Linked DNA regions of Mus musculus: all the other regions are linked to region 1. The links are chromatin contacts, called in public ChIA-PET and Hi-C maps. All regions are on one chromosome and are shown on one strand. The core of a region is the stretch at or near the end of the contact, and the rest is flanking DNA. Distances in the headings are between cores, read along the strand shown. Region 1 holds the start of Ccdc63 (coiled-coil domain containing 63). Region 2 overlaps Pptc7 (PTC7 protein phosphatase homolog). Region 3 overlaps Pptc7 (PTC7 protein phosphatase homolog).

Region 1 (3,632 bases), core at 455-2,954:
GGTAGTTTTCAGGGTGGGGGGCAAGTGATCAAGGCACCCACCTACCCTTCAGACAGGCTCTGTACAATTCCTAAGGCCCCCAGAGCCCGCCAGGTTGGTGTCATGTTCAGGGGACTGACTGGCCATTCTGCATCCACTGTTCTGGGAAGGGATAATCCTAACCCATGTTTTTTGTTTGTTTGGTTGGTTTTGGTTTTTTCGAGACATGGTTTCTCTGTATAGCCCTGGCTGTCCTGGAACTCACTCTGTAGATCAGGCTGGCCTCGAACTCAGAAATCCACCTGCCTCTGCCTCCCAAGTGTTGGGACTAAAGGCATGCGCCACCACTGCCCGGCCTAACCCATGTTCTTTATCACTAAGCACACTGCTAGATAAGGGTCTTGTAGGATGTAGACAGTTGCTTGGGTTTGAATGACTCGTAATTAACAGACTCGGGAAGTTCTGAGACGACTCTACCGTGGGTCAGAACTGTGACTCAGAGTCCACTCTTTTGGCTTCTAATAAAAGTCCTGAAGTTGCAGCTCCAGGTTTTCCCAGGGGCCGATGACCGGGGAGGGGTGCCCTATACTTACCCTATACCCGCAGTCACTATCTGAGGAGCTAGCCAACATTGTAGACCATCAGCCACTGGTCTCCCTTAGGCTTGCAACAGGGCTGCCAGCAACCAACAGAGGCAGCATATCTCCTATTTCCTTTTCAGCGACAGCAAAGCACCTTCCTCTTCTCTAACCTTGGGCTGTGGGAAGCTCCTCTGGTGCCTTTGAGACCACGACCAGTAATTATAAGCCCACCCCTGTGGCAGACTCCAGGAAATAATGCACCCCACCCCCGCTGTTGCCCCCAGACATGGTTTCTCTGTGTAGCTCTGGGTGTCCTGGAACTCAACTCTGTAGACCAGGCTGGCCTTGAACTCAGAGATCTGCCTGTCTCCGCTTTCCGAGTGCTGGGATTAAAGGCATCGATAGATCCACTGCCTGGCACCAGTTAGTCTCTTAACGTTCCTAGTCCAAGCATTGACTGGGAAGGATGGGCTGATTTGGGTATCTGACCGCCGTGGAGACTGTCTTGCTGTGTGTGCTGGTTCCATTTGTTTACCGCTGGCAGCTTTGTTTGCTCTAGGCTACACTGGGGGCGCACGCGAGGGGCCGTGGCGGGGGTGGGGGGGTGGGGGTGGGGTGGGGCTCGTTCTTCTTGGCAAGAGGGCCGAGTTCTGCACCCAGGAAGAACCGCGATGGGAAACCTTCGCCAGAGAGGCATGTTTCTAACCACTGCCCACCCAGTGGCAGACAGTGGAGAGCAGCCGAAACAGCAGGACCCGAGGGCAACTTCCAGATGGTGAAGGGCGGACCGGGGTAAAGTCATTGCCTAACCTGCCCCAGGTTTAATCTCCAAACTCTGAAAACAAGTCGTTTTAGGTCACTGTGTAACAGAAAGGAGGTATTTAATGGTGAAGCGAGAGGAAAGAGAGTAGTAACCCAGGGAGGGAGGGAATGGAAGCTGGCTTGGTGGCCAAGGTGGCCAAGGTGTTTGACACAGGGCAGCTGAGGGTAGCCCAGGAATGCGTTGCCCTGTCCCCTCTGGTAAAATGCGGGTTCTCCGTGGGTCCGGTTGTCTCGGCTGTCCTTAGAGAACGCGAGTCGCCGCTGTCACAAAGGCGCGGGTTCCAGGGCGGAGAACGCGGGGTGCGGAGCTGGCTGCCACTTAGACACACGAGCCGCCACTACCGGGAGCCGCGGGAGCCGTGGGTGGTAAGTTAGGGTACACACAGCGCCCCCTGCCGGGGATGAGCAGAGGTGAGGCAGGAACCAGCCACTGCCACCATAAACGCTCCCCAAACTCAAAGAGCTATATGTGCTCTCAAGCGACTGTGTATTTATTTATTACGTATCCATTCACTTACAGCACAGACTGACCTTGAAGTAAAGCTACAGCCAAAGATCTTGACCTCATGATCTTCCTGTTTCCACCTCCCGCGTCACTCAGGCCAGCACCACCACGCCCACCTTTTGTTTTCTTTTTAAAACAAATTGATCACGTCGTGAGGGTGGCTGAACCACAGCTCAGTTCCCCACAACACTAAGCACACAGTAGGCGCTTGTTTGTATGCCAAATCGACTTAGACATTCACACTGCCACAACTCTCATGATTTATAAGTCCCCAGAAATTTCATTTCAAATTGTCTCATGAAAAGTTCTTCCTGTCTGGTGTGATAGGACGCGATCCAGTGACATCTTCTGGTCTGGCTAAGCCTTGAGGTTTTGGTGTTTATGGTTTCTCTCCCCATGCTAGTATGATTCATAGAGCCCCATGGAACTGGCTGACCTAGATTCCCCAGGTTAAAATTCAGTTACTAAATTCTCTCCAGTGTACAACAGGAATTACTGGTCCACGGAAGTGGGAGGGGATTATGCAGATTAGGGGAGGGCGTGGCCCTCCCCACTGTCTAGATGGGGAACTGAGGCTCCAGAGAGCAGCACAGATGTACCTGAGGTCCGTTAGAGGCTGGGCAAGAATGTGAATGGAGAACCTGGAATTCCACATAGGACCTCGCAGTTTCTGGGACACAGTGGGCCTAACAACCCTTTGGGGCTTGTCTGCTAATGTCCCCACTCCTAAGTGCCTCTGGGCAGGTAGCATTCAAGTTCTGATATGATAAAATGTTCCTCTGGGTTGCTGGTTGCTGGTTCCTGATCCTAGAAGTGGGGTATGGGTGGGGTAATCACAGCGTAGGCAGGGTTTCAACTCTGTTGTGTGTGTGGGTGTGGGATAGGTATGTATCAGTGGGTAGTGCTGGCCTAGCCTGCATGAAGTACCGGATATGGTAGCACATGCCTCTAATCCCAGCACTTTGGAGGTGGAGGCAGGAGGATCAGGAGATCAAGGCCAGCCTTGGCAGCATACTGAGTTTGAGGCCAGCCTCGACTACAGGAGACTCTGTCCCAAAGTCAAAAAAACCAAAACAGCTCCATCAGGTTGATCATCAGAGGCCTCTGTGCCCCTTTCCTTTAGAGATGTGAGGAGAAGGGTAAGTGACAGGCTGGAGCCATCTGCCCAGGTCCTAATAATAAACTGGGGAGCGGAAGAAGTTCCGGTGCGATCGGATCTTGGGGGGAGGGGCTCTTGTTACACCCGGCGCCATCTGCTGTGTCCCCTTGTATGCCAAGCTGTGGGTGGAAGGGGACTATGGGAGGGAGGAGAGGCGCATGGGTCCTCACTGCCAGCAGGGTGGCCCACTTCCTTTTTCCTCTCTCATTCTGGGCAGGACATTGCAGACAGAGGAGACAAAGAGAGACGGAGAAAGAGGTGGGCTTGCTGGCTTTGACCTCCAGGACCCAGTGTCTAAGCAGAAGGGAAGCTCAGATCCATCTCAATGCCAGTGGTAGGTGACAACAGCTTGTCACTCAATGTCCCTTCACCTACCCATCATCCCTACCCCACCATCCTAACTTTATAGATGGGAGGCCAGAGATAGTGACTTTCTCAAAGTCTCCCAGTGGTGTAGGACTTAAACTTAGGAACCTCATGACTTCTCAACCCAGTAAGACACTACTCCATCGAGTTTGACTTGTCACCTGGCAGCCCAGGGTGGGTCTACCCTACGACAGACAGGCACATGCCATCACCCCAGGGT
Region 2 (3,632 bases), core at 659-3,158, 180 kb before region 1:
CCCCTGGTTAGGAGCCAGAGACCCGGAGTGAGCTACATGGCTCTGCCTGTGCCACTGGGACAGGGACTTTGCTGGCATGAGCACAGTCCTGCACCCAATCCCGAAACAGCTTAGCAGTGTCACACACTCAGCAGCATGATCTGAACCCCAGGGGCTCGGCCACTTTGATGCTCTACGGTCCAGCTCTGTGCTTAGCTTCCTTGTTCACAGCAATAGGACAATAGCCTCACAGAGAGAGTCATGAGGAAAAAGCCAGTTAAGTCATGGCAAACACTCAAAGTGGGCTCTCCAGTCAAGCCACTTGGCAAGCGTGTTAGAGAACACACTTGGGAAGGGAAGATGAGTGAAATAAGGAGATTAAAGCTAGTCTTGGGGGACTGTAAAGATGGCTCAGTGCTTAAGAGGTCTTCTAGATTGCTCTTCCAGAGGTCCTGAGCTCAGTTCCCAGGACCTCATGGTGGCTCACAACCATCTCTAACTCCAGTTCTAGGGGACCTATCCACCACCCTATTCTGGCCTTTGTGGACATGCATACACTCAGGCACACGCATATATGCATACGGTAGATAAATAAATTTATTGTTAAGAAAGTATTGGCTTGAGCTGTCATCCAGCTGCCTGAGTGCTCCCTGAGCATGGCCCGCATCCTGAGCTCACTCCTCAGCATCACGCAAAGCACATGGAGTGCTTGGAGCCCAGTACTCAGGACAGGAAGGCAGGAAGGAGGCTGAGAAACTCAAGGTCATCCCCAGCCACGCTGAGTCTGAGGCCAGCTGAGGCCTCTGAGACGCTGTCTCTTTAAAAAAGAAAAGAAAAAAGCTAAGCAAGCTGACTGTGGAAACACTCAGTTAATCCCAGGGCACTGCTCTCCAGCTGCGCATCAGGAGCAGGCCTCTCAGCCTCTCAGCATCTCTAGGCCCGAGCTGCCTCCAGCCAGCTGTGGAGAGAGTTTCTATGCACCTGCTTTACCCGGGGTGGAGGCAGAGCACACTCAAAACCACAAGCTCTCCCCTGTGCAGACACAGGAGGGACACAGAGGTGCAGCGACTACAGTCACCAGTTTCTCAGTGGGATTCCAGTATTTCTTATCTCGTCCCAGTGAAAAGACATAATTTGGGCTGGAGAGATGGCTCAGCGGTTAAGAGAACTGACTGCTCTTCCAGAGGTCCTGAGTTCAATTCCCAGCAGCCACACGGTGGCTCACAACCATCTGTAATGGGAGCCAATGCCCTCTTCTGGTGTGTCTGAAAACGGACTCAATGTACTCATATAAATAAAATAAATAAATCTTTGAAAGAAAGAGAGAGGGGGGGGGAGAAAGAAAGAGCAAACGAAAGAAAGAACCCACTTTAATGTAAAGAATCAGTACTGTCCAGCAGTATACTTCCTTATACTCTGAGGCGGACTGATGCCTACGACAGGGAAAATGTGGGTGCTGTGCCTGCCAGGGGCGCTGTCAGAACCTGCTCTATGGCTTGCTGTGCAGTCAGCTCTCCTTCCTAAAAGCCTCCAGCTACTCAACGTTACAAAACGGCCACACAAAAGATCTTCTGGGAGCTGATGAAATTAAATCCTGAGCCTGAGAAAGGCCAGAGCCTTGGAGCTCCTCCTCAGGAAACACCCGATGACTCGGGGTGAAAACCTCAAGCCACCATTTCATGCCCCCTCGGAATCAAATGGTCCTTGTGAAAGCCCCCAGTGGGGCGTTCAATAGCCAGAGCAGGAACAATGAAGGGAGGCATACACAGCCTGGCGGCTTCCACTTCCACTTCACCTGTGTGAAGACGAGGAGGGTCGGATGCTCAGATGACTGATCCATGTCCGCAGGTGGCTGAGAACTCTCTCAGGTTTGAGTGTAATTATTTTTAGCACTCAGCCAAACAACCTTATTAGGTCTGACACCTCAGCTTCCTTTCTCCTCTGGGGCTGCCACTGAAGGCACCGTGCATGCTCGAGCCCTGCTCTACTACCAAGCTGCAGCCCCAGCTGCAAGACCCATTTTTTTTTTTCTTTTGCCTTTTCGAGACAAGGTTTCTCTGTGTAGCCCTGGCTGTCTGATGTCCTTGAACTCAGAAATTCACCTGCCTCTGCCTCTGCCTCCCGAGTGCTAGAGTTAAAGGTGTGCACCACCACGCCCGGCTCATTTTTTTTATTTTTTTATTTTTATTTTTTTAAGGCAAGGACTCATTGTGTAGCCCTGGCTGGCCTGAAACTTTCTCTGTAGGCCAGGCTGGTCTCCGACTCAGAGATCCACCTGCTTCTACTGCCCAAATGCTGGAATTAAAAGGTACCATGACAGCAACCCTTTGGATTCTTAAGAACTTACTAATGTATTTAAGGGTTTCTGAGGACACTTATGTCAACAATAAAGGCTTGCCCTCTAGAGTATTTTTTGCTTTGTAAACTTTTTTTTTTAATTGGGTATTTATTTCTTTTTTTTCCCCAAAGATTTATTTATTTTATGTTATGTTTATGAGTACTCTATAGCTGTACAGATGGTTGTGAGCCATCATGTGGTTGCTGGGATTTGAACTCAGGACCTTCGGAAGAACAGTCAGTGCTCTTAACTGCTGAGCCATCTCACCAGCCCGGGTATTTATTTCATTTACATTTCCAATGCTATTCCAAAAGTCCCCCACATGCTCCCCCACCCACTCTCCTACCCACCCACTCCCACTTCTTGGCCCTGGCGTTCCCCTGTACTGAGTCATATAAAGTTTGCACGACCAATGGGCCTCTCTTTCCACTGATGGCCGACTAGGCCATCTTCTGATTCATATGCAGCTAGAGACACGAGCTCCGGGGGTGGGGGTGGGGAGGTATACTGGTTAGTTCAGATCCCTTCAGCTCCTTGGGTACTTTCTCTAGCTCCTCCATTGGGGGCCCTGTGATCCACTTTGTAAACTTTTTAACAATTGCTGAATTAGAAAGCAAAGACAAGCTAGGGAGATGTCTCAGTGGTTAAGAGCACCTTAGCTCTTCCAGGGGGATGGCGTTTCATCCCCAGCACCCACATGGAGTGGCTGCCAACATCTGTGTCCCTCCAGCTCCAAGGGATTCAGCATCTTCCCCTGGACACCACAAGCATGCATGTACATGACATTCACTAAAAGTAAAAGCACATTCTAACCACTGTGTTTACTGTTATACCCAACCAGGGTTCTGTAGATCAGTCTGCTAGATCTGCTCCAATTTAGTTGCAAACGCTGTGGAGGGGTGTGGGTTAGGTCAGGGCGGTCTGTGTGCACCAAATATGGTGACAAAGGATCGTTTCAGTGGGCTTTAGAAGCGACAATAATCCCAGCATTATAAGTAAACCTCAATTATGTCCTTAAATTTACTATCGCTGTTACCTTGGGTAAATGGGAAGGAAAGAAATGCCCCCCCCAATCTTTTAGGCAGCAAAAGAGAGAGAGAGAGAGAGAGAGAGAGAGAGAGAGAGAGAGAGAGAGAAAAGAAAGAAGGAAAGAAAAGAAAAGAAGAGAAGAGAAGAGAAGAGAAGAGAAGAGAAGAGAAGAGAAGAGAAAAAAGAAAAGAAAAGAAAAGAAAAGAAAAGAAAAGAAAAGAAAAGAAAAGAAAAGAAAAGAAAACAAGAAGAAAAAGCAGGACATCTGCGCTGTAACTGGCTGCTC
Region 3 (3,632 bases), core at 459-2,958, 160 kb before region 1:
CCATAAAAAGGATGAAGCATTGACACTGTCTGACCTCAACTTTGAAAACAGGTAAAACAAAAGAAAGGAGCATGGAAGACTACATATTCTAGGCTTCCACTTACACACAATGCCCAGAACAGGCAAACTCAGAGAACTGGCAAGCTGCTACCAAGGTTGAGAAACACCCACAAGTGGGGAGCAACTGCAAGTGGACAGACAGGCTTGGGGTTTGAGGGAAAGGGGCAGCAGATTCTGGGCTCGGGAAGGCTGTACAACCTGGTAACTACTAAGTATACATTTTTAAAAGGTGACATGTCATGTCATTTGACTTTGCAACTCAGCTTTGGTATGTATGTATGTATGTATGTATGTATATATGAATGTATTATTTTTGACATGTATTGTGGAGCTAGAGGTCAGAGGTCAGAGGACAGCTTGGTGGGGTCAGCTTTCTCCTTTTGCTACACAGGTCCTGGGGCTCAAACTCAGGTCATTAGGCTTGGTGACAAGCACCTTTACCAGGTGAGCCATGTTCCAAGCACTGCAGCTCAGCTTAAAACAACAAAAGACTCAAGGTCATTAACAGATAGATTTGACTTTAAAAAAAATCCTGACTGCAAGATGAGACCAATCAATGTCTGGACAGGACCTGAGATTCCAGAGAGGACTTCTTGAAACTTGGGTGTCAGTGAACTCTCCAGTGATGACTTGTGTAAAAGTGCAGTGTTTATCAAGACTGGAAATATCAAACTAGACCTAACCTATGACCTGAACTTCATTAACGTTAAGGTTCAAAAGCCAGGCATGGTGGCTCACAACTTTAATCCAACCACTCAGGAGGCAGAGGCAGGCAGATCTCTTGTGAATTTGAGACCAGTCTGGCCTACACAATGAGTTCTAGGTCAGCTGTAGCTGCATATAGTGAGACTCTATCTCAAAAACAAAACCAGGGCTAGAAAGATAATGATTCAGCAGCCAAGAGGACCAGCTGCCCTTACAGAAGACCTGGGTTTGACTCGCAGCATCCCCATAGCAGCTCACAACCATTCAGAATTACAGTTCCAGGGAACCCAATGTCCACCCACATCCACCAAGGGCATCAGCCATGCATGTGGTACGTGCAAGCAGGCAAAACACCCCCACACACAAAACACTACCACCACCACCACCACCACCACCACCACCACCACCACCACCACCACCACCGCCACCGCCACCCCACCAAAGAATATTTTTTAAGATTGGCAAGACTCACAAAAACACTTCAGAATCCTGGCCCAGTAAAAACTCAAAACCAAAGGCTGGCGTAGAAAACTGTTTTATTTTCATGTTTAGGTTCCAAGTTAAGCCAAGCTTAAACAAACAACCCTTGGCTTTTTAAGAGCAGCTTCACTGCTCAGTCTTTAGAGGCCAGAATTTATACTGCACAAACCATGCCTTCCATTTTCAAATAAATGGTTTTCTGTAAGCTGTGTTTAGCATGCAGGGGAGTTTTTGTTGCTTTCCAGTTATGAGTCAGAGAGAATAAAGCGATTATAAACACATTCATATGCTCTCTCACTCTCACTCTGACTCTTTCCCTCCCTTCATCCCTTCAAGTATGACAGAGAAAGCCCTGTCTGCCAATAACTAGCAGTGCTTTGAAGTTACCCAAGCATCTGAAGGTCTCTCTACTCATCACCAAAACATGGAGGAAATGGGCCTCAAGGTTGTGAAGTCTGCAGTTCTCAGCAACCTTTTGATGCTGCTGTTGTGATGGGGACATCAGGTGGCTCTCATGGCTCTGTGTACCTAGGAAGGCACAGCATGCAAAGTGACAAAGCTCAGGGCTAAGTAAAGGGAAGGAAAACAGCTCGTGCCGCATGGGCTTACTCCTGCTGGCCCAATGGAGAGAAGGAGCCCCTGCCAATTTTCCACACGGGATGGGAGTGGTGCTGGGACTCACCACACCCTCCACAGCCAATTTTTCCTAAAAGAAATCCAGTGGGGACAATAACAGTGTGAGTCATCAAGTGTTCTTTATCATGACTAACAGGACAATTCAGTCCCAATGTTATCATACATACACACATACATACATACATCTATGGACAGTTTCTCTGTGTAGCTCTGGCTGTCCTGGTAGACCAGGCTGGCCTTCAACTCAGAGATCTGCCTGCCTCTGCCTCCCAAGTGATGGAATTAAAGACATGTGCCACTATGACCTGTCAATTTCAATTTTTAAAAAAATTAAAATAATAATTTATTTCTCCTACTCTAGCTTTCATTCCTAACAGCTGAGGAGAAGCCCACAGTGAGTGACCAAACTGCAGAGATACTTAGCAAGAGAGAGTCTCAACTCAGAGACAAGACAAGGCCTCTTTATGTAGACCAAGCTAGCCTTGAACTCACACAGCTTTACCGTAATGTGATTCAGCTTACAACTCGTATCAGTTCAGCCTGTGATAGGATGGTGTCAATAGAGTCAGAGGCACCACCTGGTGAACTGCCTCATGGCTGCCAAAGACCAAATGAGGCCAACTTAGAAAGTTGTTTCAGGTGACTCCCAGGATGGCTTTCCAGAAGGGCACCTCCACAACAGGACAGTCCTGGAGAACCTGTTCCTCACTGTTCTCATGCCCACTCCCCCATTTGCAGGTGTGTGTCTGCAAGATCTTTGTCAAATCTGACTAGCTTCTTCTTGGACACATAAGCAGCAGTGTGTGTGTGTGTGTGTGTGTGTGTGTGTGTATCTCCATCAGACACTCAAGCACCTGCCTTCAGTGGCACATGGTGGACTGTCTCCAGCCTGCCTCTGTGCTCTCTTCTCCAAAGAGGTCCCTTGCACAGCCAAGGATCCTTCAGCCAGTGAGCCAAGGTAACTTAACAACTGAGTGCCCAATGCTAGATACAAAAACGAAGAGCTCTACCAAGGTGCCTGTGGCAGGCGATTCATAGCCATGCTGTTTGAGGGACTACAGGAAAACCTGAACCTGACTGTCTAGCCAGAGCCTCCACATTAAGTCTGACAGCCTACTCCTTTCATCTTTTCCAGATAAGGACCGCAGACTCAGAAAGTCCACCCAAGACCACAAATTACAGAGCTACTTAGTTGCAAAGCTTAACCTCAAAGTAGGCATGGTTTCTGCCAGAATGCCAGAGCAGGAGATGAAATCTGTGCTTTTTTAGAAAGGGTCTGACCAGTATCTCCCGTACCCTTGTAAATATGCCACAATGCCAAGATAGCAGCGTGTTCAAATTCAGCAGAGACTTAATACATTCAGATACAGTAGTCCCCTTTCTTCTTGAGGGATACATTCAAGGCCCCTAGTGGATGCCTGAGCCTCAGAGAGTACTGAACCCTCTAAGTACTTTTTCAAATACATATATAGCTATGATAAAGAATAATTTGTAAGCTGGGCAGTGGTGGCACATGCCTTTAATCCCAGCACTTGGGAGGCAGAGGCAGGTGAATTTCTGAGTTCGAGGCCAGCCTGATCTACAAAGTGAGTTCCAGGACAGCCAGGGCTACACAGAGAAACCCTGTCTCGAAAAACAAACAAACAAACCCTAAGAGTGGTTCACTCCAGGTATTTGTCAATGTGATATGCTCAGACCCAGGTCTAGAAAGTACTATTACTGCCAATCAATCAAACCACAGATTTCTCACA

What was found. Hi-C and Micro-C count contacts between places; a contact is called where the count stands out from the background. ChIA-PET counts read pairs in DNA pulled down with a chosen protein or histone mark.
Region 2: an RNA polymerase II ChIA-PET map of effector CD8 T cells shows a contact between it and region 1, with 16 read pairs. The contact joins the enhancer-like site here to the promoter of Ccdc63 in region 1. A contact is called at or near these places in 7 of 39 promoter capture datasets (3T3-L1-derived adipocytes, cranial neural crest, embryonic stem cells and 3 more), 3 of 15 datasets of contacts at CTCF or cohesin (the NIH/3T3 cell line, large pre-B cells and pro-B cells), 13 of 484 Hi-C or Micro-C datasets (CD4 T cells, the N1E-115 cell line, Th1 cells and 9 more), 12 of 115 datasets of contacts at active chromatin or transcription factors (SST interneurons, cardiomyocytes, effector CD8 T cells and 7 more) and 5 of 9 other capture datasets (adipose tissue, embryonic stem cells, liver and 2 more).
Region 3: a contact with region 1 is called in a Hi-C map of Th1 cells, with 3 times the contacts expected there. The contact joins the enhancer-like site here to the promoter of Ccdc63 in region 1. A contact is called at or near these places in 8 of 39 promoter capture datasets (the C10 cell line, cranial neural crest, erythroid cells and 5 more), 1 of 15 datasets of contacts at CTCF or cohesin (large pre-B cells), 4 of 484 Hi-C or Micro-C datasets (B cells, Kupffer cells, Th1 cells and 1 more), 21 of 115 datasets of contacts at active chromatin or transcription factors (the 230-238 cell line, the SCID.adh cell line, bone marrow-derived macrophages and 14 more) and 4 of 9 other capture datasets (adipose tissue, liver, macrophages and 1 more).

What each region holds. Positions count from the first base shown.
Region 1 is chr5:122,130,037-122,133,668 of GRCm38.p6, reverse strand. It overlaps Ccdc63 (coiled-coil domain containing 63), which reads left to right and starts at 1,704. Exons shown (of 12, transcript NM_001384199.1): 1 at 1,704-1,748; 2 at 3,264-3,380. The coding sequence starts at 3,372.
Region 2 is chr5:122,309,172-122,312,803 of GRCm38.p6, reverse strand. The region is part of intron 2 of Pptc7 (PTC7 protein phosphatase homolog); the gene reads right to left. Among named protein-coding and RNA genes, the nearest start is that of Pptc7, 27 kb to the right of the region's middle. Within about 2 kb of position 1,908, at least 45 of the 459 cell types and tissues checked have an H3K27ac peak or open chromatin away from gene starts, as enhancers often do. A contact at or near this core is called in SST interneurons, effector CD8 T cells and regulatory T cells, where this site is marked.
Region 3 is chr5:122,286,602-122,290,233 of GRCm38.p6, reverse strand. All of the region lies in intron 1 of Pptc7 (PTC7 protein phosphatase homolog), which reads right to left. Among named protein-coding and RNA genes, the nearest start is that of Pptc7, 4.0 kb to the right of the region's middle. Within about 2 kb of position 1,708, at least 45 of the 459 cell types and tissues checked have an H3K27ac peak or open chromatin away from gene starts, as enhancers often do. A contact at or near this core is called in Th1 cells and regulatory T cells, where this site is marked.